2 separate regions of the Arachis hypogaea genome follow, and region 1 is linked to region 2. A link is a contact called in public Hi-C data. All regions are on one chromosome and are shown on one strand. Each heading gives the region's core, a stretch centred on a gene start, on an enhancer-like site or on the middle of the called end of the contact. The rest is flanking DNA. Distances are from core to core; before and after follow the strand shown. Region 1 holds the start of LOC112776436 (zeta-carotene desaturase, chloroplastic/chromoplastic). Region 2 holds the start of LOC112775689.

The links. A called contact is a pair of places that touch in the nucleus more often than the background predicts.
Region 1: a Hi-C map of leaf shows a contact between it and region 2, with 4 times the contacts expected there. The contact joins the promoter of LOC112776436 here to the promoter of LOC112775689 in region 2. A contact is called at or near these places in 2 of 8 Hi-C or Micro-C datasets (both in leaf).

What each region holds. Positions count from the first base shown.
Region 1 is chr19:57,470,943-57,474,864 of arahy.Tifrunner.gnm2.J5K5, reverse strand. LOC112776436 (zeta-carotene desaturase, chloroplastic/chromoplastic) reads right to left here and starts at 2,013. Exons shown (of 14, transcript XM_025820598.3): 1 at 1,360-2,013; 2 at 586-710; 3 at 160-294. The coding sequence starts at 1,477.
Region 2 is chr19:56,821,538-56,825,274 of arahy.Tifrunner.gnm2.J5K5, reverse strand. It overlaps LOC112775689, which reads left to right and starts at 1,510. Exons shown (of 5, transcript XM_025819507.3): 1 at 1,510-2,340; 2 at 3,374-3,663. The coding sequence starts at 2,130.

The sequences.
Region 1 (3,922 bases), core at 764-3,263, 650 kb before region 2:
AACGAAAATGAACACATCAAGTGAAGTCAATAATAGAGGTTCTTGTCCTTGATAGAAGTGACACTTGTAATACTTTCATAACTGGGAAAAGAGTTGAGGAATAATACAGCTGCTAAAGATGGTGAAGAACTTGCATTATGGCTACAAGCAAAAACCAACCTTTTTCATCAATCGGAAGAGATTGTTGTAGCAACCAAAAAAGACATGCAGTCCCATTTCAATGTGGTTTCCTTTCTTATCAACAAAAGAACCAACTTTCCCACCAATAAAAGTCCTCGACTCATATATATCCACCTGAACGAGAGCAATTAGAAGTAAACATACTAGAGAAAATGCATTATCTAGAATATCCTAATAAATTTAACACCATAATTGTGTTAAGAAACTGACCAAATCACTCCACTTTGCTTCAAAAATCAAGTTTACCATGTACACCATAACATCCAATTTCAAAATAACATTTTCTCCGTTCCATACTGATAAGTCACTTTGACTTTTCACATATATTCATAAATCAAAGTATCAAAATGACTTATAACATATGAAATGGAGGAAGTGTGATATTAAAGATTAAAGGAGCTGAACCTCGTGTCCTTGATCCAAGAGTTCCACTGCAGTTGACATGCCAGCAAGCCCAGCCCCAATGATGGCAACTTTCAGCTTTGGTCCTCGATAATGCCCCGGCTCCGGCGGAAACAGCCCTTTCGGCGCTGGCAGGAAACCATTTCATTTGTCAAACTTACAGCTCAGCTCAATTACTATAATAACTAAACCTGGTAACATGGGCCAACCAGATTCATTCATAAGCTCACACCACTCCCCTATGATAGACCCTAACTACCATCCTTCACAATCCAGTATTCACCCACAGGCACAGAAATTCACCAACAATTAATGTCAAAATTACACACTGTACACTACAAAGTTACATGCCCCATTGCCATGATGACCCAATTTTTTTGTTCAGATAGCAACATCATTATACTAAGCTTTTTTTTAATTATGTTTTTTTTCAAAAAAAAAAAAAAAAGCGCGTTAACTATGCGCCCAAAATTCCTGCTGCTAAGATAGTAATTTCTTTCCCAAAAATGCTCCATGAACACAAAAACTACGGCACCAAATCAGCTATCACGTAGTATTTGTGTATATTTATATGTGTAAAGTAATGTTTTTCTGTCTTCGTATATCATAGTTGTTCCTTCCTTATGGATAATATGATAATAATTCAAATACCAAAAAAAGAAAAACATTAAATGAAAGTAACAAACTGCTACGGAAACTGTATATCCAAAAATTTATCCGAAATTGAATACCTCGTAGTTTGCTTTAGAAAAATAAAAGAAAGAAGAAGATACTAACCGTTGACGCTCATGTCGGAGACATTAGAATCTAACGAGCAACGAACACGAGACTTGAGTGGCTTGTTGAAACGAGTTCCGGAGAGAGAAGTGGCCGGACACTGAATCAAAGAAGCCATACCTTTGTCTGAAGAAACAAGAAACTACTATGAAGGATGCGGTTGCGGTTCGTAGTGTACTAAGTATATGTATTATTATTATTATTATTATTATTATTATTATTATATGGGTCTGAAAAAGAGGGCGTAATAAATTGGAGGAGCATGGAACGCATTAGAGAGAGAGGTATCTGAGTAAGTTGGGTTGGGAAGAGATGCTGAAATTGATGAATTTGTCCGGTAGTTGAAGGGATTAGAATTTGCGTTGTAACCACTCGGAATTGTTTGAGGAGGATAATAAAATAAAATTATTTATTAAGAAAGGGGAAATGGAGGTGGCACTGAGTGAGTCACAAGTGACAATGGCAATTCCATTTTAGTGGTGGGTGGATAATGAACCAACAAAGCCTCGTTAGTTGTTGGCTTGGATTAGGGGTACTAGTTGTGGTAGTGGGGGTTGCGCAATGGACAGTGGAGAGTGGAAAGAAACACAATTCCCCAACGTTGACCTCTTTCTTTATTTCTTCTTTTTTCCTTCAATGATATTTACCTTTGTTAGTTGTCAACTACCAGGATAAATATTTAAAGGAAATACCTCAGATGAGTGTCTGAAATTTTTTAGTTCTAAACAAATTTTAAGTCGCAAATAAATTTTAACATTTACTGTTGGTGGTCAGAATAATCGTTGGTTAAGTGCTAAAACAAAATCCATCATCACCTATATATGCTGCATGTCATAGCTTTGATGCAAACACCTGTCCTGGTTAAGTGTTAGTGTTTTTCAATCAGCTACAATTGGTGGTAGGAGGCTTAGTATCGAGAATGAATCCTTTTAATTTTATTTTTAATTAAAAAAATAAAGTGTAATTTTTTATTTTTTATTTTTTTTAAATAAAAAAATTAAGAAAATCTATTTTCATTTAATAAAAGGTCTTACAATTCAAAAAATGTGTGTCATCAATTGTTATTAAAGAATGGATTAAGAAATAGTAATGATTTTAGTTTAAGAAAATAATTTTAATATATATTTATTCAAAATATTAGATATGTGGTGGACCTTAGTTTTCTTTGTTTGACTTTTTGATCGGATCGGACATACTTAAACACTATAGATGGACTAAAAATTATGTTAAACAATTTAAAAAGTATTGGCACCATCTTTGTCTAAAGTAAAAGAAAAAATTAATTTGTTAATGACCAAGACACAAATGAATCCAGTCCAAAAAACAAATGAAATTTTTTTTTTTAAATATGTGATAATAAAAAAAAATTTAAAGGAATAAAGTTTTTTTTTTTTTTTTTTTTTTTGCAAAAAGGTTAACATAGGAGTTTATAGTAAATAGAGATTCATGTTTGAGGCAAACTGAGAGTGCTGTTGGTCTGGTAGCTTTTCTATATTGTTGAGGGAAGAGCTTGATGGCTGAAGGAGAAGAAATTCGTTCAGCGGCACCTGAAACTTTAAATAAAGTAAACTTCAAATCGTTGGGACTATTTATGTGTGAACTACATGCTTGGATTTCGGAATTAGGGCAAGTTCCAAATCCAAATTCTGAACGTCATTGTCATTTGATGAGTGATATTCTATTTAGTTTGTTGATTGGGTCTGTGATTTCATTTTTTTTGCCGTTATAGAAGGTTAAAAGAAATTTATTATTTTTCGTCGTTTGTGTTTCTGTAACAACTCAACTTTCAGTACGTCATGATCGTACCAAAAGTAAGGTGTTACTAACCTAATTCCTTTATTATTTATTTAATATTGAATCTTTACACGTTAATCTGTCGATGATTTTACTGAAAAGTTACAACTTTTTCATCAAGAACAAATAACACATATTCACATACTTAATATTATACATTATAGTATTACATACAAAACCAATTACAAAATCTACCCCTCTGAATAAAACTTCAACTACAAGGCAAGGAAAAAAATAAATTCTAACAACAACTCAACTTGCAAACATATTCTTCTATACTCCTACAACTTCGCAATAAGCCTTCACACCTGTAGCTGAAAATGGTGGAAATAGGGAGTAAGAATTGGAGAGTTCTTAGTAGGTCCGAAGTGGATAGTTATGTCTATTTTATTATTTGTTACATAGCAATTCCACAAATTTGTAATCTTCAATAGATAACCAACAACAACAAACCTCAGAATACAAACAACTTTAACAAATCAAAGATACAGAGAAAATCACAAGTCAAGAAGCACATACACACAATCATAGAAACACATATCACATAGAAGTATGTGCAAACAAGTATGATGCATGTCTGTCCTATGCAAGCTATGAGCTCATGTGTTGGTTGTGTAACACCCTAGTATTTAAATCCTTATGCTCAAGTCATAAGTCAATAATAATAAGATGGTACGACTCAAGGTGGATTTATAATACATATATAATTGAAAGGAATTATTAAACGAGAAGCCTGAAAATTAGTAAAATAAAATCGCGATCAGAAACT
Region 2 (3,737 bases), core at 261-2,760:
AAAAGTTGGTATTGGTTGTGCTGACATGGACAATATTAGGCTAGGTCAAGGATAGAATAAACTATTTATTTTGTGGAATATGTTGGGATGGTAAACGTTTTTTGTTTTAAGATATGAGAAAATTTTGCCTAATAATAGTATGCTAGAAATAAGAGATATTGAGGGTTAGTCTTCCCTCAAAGAGCATGACATAATGCTCTAAGCTACTCTCCATTTGAGAGGAACTTTCTCTCATTTGAGAGATATGATGCATGAGTTTTTTTATTGTGTACAATGACGCATAATGGTTTTTTTTCTTGGTATACAATGACGCATGAGTTTTATTCAAGGTTGCAAAATCCAAATCAGTTAATGAACTGATAAGATAACTGGTTAAATGGTTCAATGGTCCAATCAGAATTCAATCAATTTAATTAAATATAAAATAAAATTATTAAAAATTGAATAAATGTGATTCATGATCCCTGTCTAATAGTTTCATTTTCAAAAAAAAAAACTTTTTAATTAGCAACAATTACAAACACAAACTTACACAAATTAAATACAGACAACAACAAAGTATGGATTATTGAACATAGATTTACACACAATTTCAAATCACATCAACAAACCAACAATACATGCAGCATCATAACACAAAATCAACAATTACATCTAGCATCAGAAGTTTAGAAGACAAACTCAGAAGCCAATATCCATACAATTAGACAATAAAATTAGAAATCAACAAAATTAATAATGTAACATCAATAATCAAAAAAATTATTTCAGAAGAATCAACTCAAAATCAAAAGAGCAGTGGACCGAAACAAATTAAAGGTGAAAGCAAGGTCCCTACTGTGAATAAGCGAGCAGTGAAACAGAGGTGACGATTTAGAGAGACATTCATGGTGAGAGTGAGAAAGAGCGAGGAAGGAAAGTGACGGCGACGACAATTGAGAACGATGAGAGGAGAAGAGAGTAGGAGACCTTCCTACGACGGCAACGAGAGGAGGAATGATGAGAAGTGGGATGGTGGCTGCGGGTTGCGTTTGAACTTTCGTCGAATAGAACTTCAACATGCGACGCGACACCCATAGTTTGTTCCCAGACAAGAAGAGTTCGGTGATGACTTTGAAGAGGAATGGTGGCTACAACTGTGTTCGAACTTCGAACTTCCAAGGAGATTTGGAGGCTAGGGTTCTTCACTCTCCAACGTTCAAAGTTCAAGGAAAAAGAGAGGGGTGGCATGGTAGTATTGGGCTAGGATTCTTCAATCTTTAGGGTTTTTTTTTTAATAAAATAGTAACGTTTTTTAGTGTATGCCCCGAACCGAAAACTCTTAACAAATTCGGCGATGTCGATGGTTCACCAGTTAACCGCCGATTAAGTCGGTCCTTTAGTCAGCTTTTGGCTAGATAGTTTTTGGGATCAACCAAACTGAGCATATGACTGATTTCCAATTAATCTAGTTAAACCCATCGGTTCGGTTCGATTTTATTTTATTTTGAGTCTTACACATGACACAACACACACCCACTCACACAACACACACTACTACTACTAGTATAGGTTCTATATTCCTCATTGAGGATTCAAACCTAGGTGCAGCTCCTAGTGAGGCACAACTCCTAGTGAGGCAGGTGATGCTGCCATTGATTCAGGGCTTCGGTGGTTTGATAAAAAAAACTATGTTTTTTTTTTTTTTTGTTTCTTGAAAACTGTGGTTTTATTACACACAATAATATTTTGTTGCATCAGCGCGTATGTCGCTTATTTCCCTCCACCTCTTAGTTTGGGGTTTTCTTGAGTTGTCCTCGTCAATCACAGGCCCACGAAGCCCAACAGGGTGGAACACCGTTACGCCAAGGAGTTGGCTAGCGCTGAACCAAGCTAGCCGTTGGAGATGGACTCCTGCCACTCCTGCGAAGCTGGCCCCTACGGTAACCACGTGTACATGCGCGATTCAATCATGTGGGATCTTAAATTTTCTTGCTAAACCAAACTGACAGAAGCGCACAAGAAGTCATCATTGTTTAGGGGTTTTGGATTTGGGTCTTTGGGAAGTCGTGGTGTTGGTGGGCGTGTTCTGTGCTTCGTCATAATCGTAATTATAATCGGAGAATCAGAAGCAGTAATTGGTGACCGACATGGCACACAACCTATTCGAGGGATTGCCTCCACCTCAACACCATGATGATCCTGAACCGCCGCAGCGACAACAAAAACCGCATCTCAATTTTCCCAGCACCGCTAACAACGACACGGAATCCTCTCAAGTTGCAGCAGCAGCACCACCATCGAAGCCAATTCTCAAGAGTGCCCTCAAGCGCCCAAACCATACTCCGTCTGACACTCAAGGTTACTTCAATTTCTCTTACCTTCTTAACTCAATTGTTTGTTTTACGTCGGCAATCACTGCTTTTTAGTTTAACATTTTGTTTATGTATTTATTTATTACTGGGAAGCATATAACCCTAGGATTAGGGTTTCCTTCGAATCGGGGTTAAGAGGGAAAAAAAAGGCCTTTCGTTTAGACTCTGTTTGGGAGATATATTTGTGATGGCAAATTGGTAAGTAATGGAATGGAATAGAAAAGAAGAGAATGGATTGTTATATGTATGCCGCACCGGCACACCCTTGTTTGGGGACTTCCATGGCTGGTGATGGAATAGAAAAGATAATATGCTATTTCCCTTATTTTCGACGGCAAAGTGAGGTTCTGTAAGACATTCTTGACCATTCCATTCCTTGCTGACCGAGAAACACATTCTATAAACGTTTCCAAAACTTGCCATGCATCCAAACAGTGTCTTAGTTTACCTGGTTTAGGAAAAATAGGCATTGAATTAATCAAGTGCAAGATGCTAAAAGATAGTAAGTACTCATTTTACGTTCAATTTGACTGCTAAATTCATCTAACGTGACCTGTCTTGTTTGCTCTTTCAGTAATATTAGTGTAAAGCTTTTAGCATATAGAGTCTAGTAGACCATAGTTCTGATCAGCTTATGATAACAGTAAAGTCTTAGTTTTCTTTATGCAGTGTTTGAACCTGAGGCGTTGCTTAGTGGAACAATACATGTTTTGTTTTTTATTATGAAGTATGAAAAGTTTAGGTTGATTCATGATTGCGAAAGTCTGAAAGTTATCCATGTATATGCTGTATAAATCACTTTAGGTTGTTTTATCTAACTATATGAAGACCTTGGTTTGTGGTGTTGCAACAATAGAAAGAGGATCGAAGTTTGGTATATTTTCTCCTGGATTTACAGAAATGCTGGTATATTATGCAGTTATTGCTTTGGTATTCACTTACACATCTGTTTAAAATGATGAATTTTACATTAATAAATTTTCTGAAATCTGAACCTACATTATCTGCTGTGAATGCAGCTGCAGCACCAAAAAAAAGCTTGAAATTTAAAACCTCTACGGATGCTTCTGAAGGACAGGTTATTAAGGCCATGAAGAAGATAACTTCCCACATCAAGAACCCTGCAAAGGTCAACAAGGCTGCGAAGCTTGCTATACAGCTGATTCAAGCTGGAAGTGTAAAATCTGGAACTAGTGATTATTTTTTTGCCATATTAGAAGCTGCAATGTTATCATCTACACCTTGTACAGATCCTTCGGTGCGGGCTGACTATCATTCTCTGTTCATGGAAGCACAAAGCACCAAAGAAGTAAGATTAAAAGTTCACATGATATATCTGTCCTTGGTGAGTGTTTTTTAACAGATTAGAGTGTCTCTGACGGA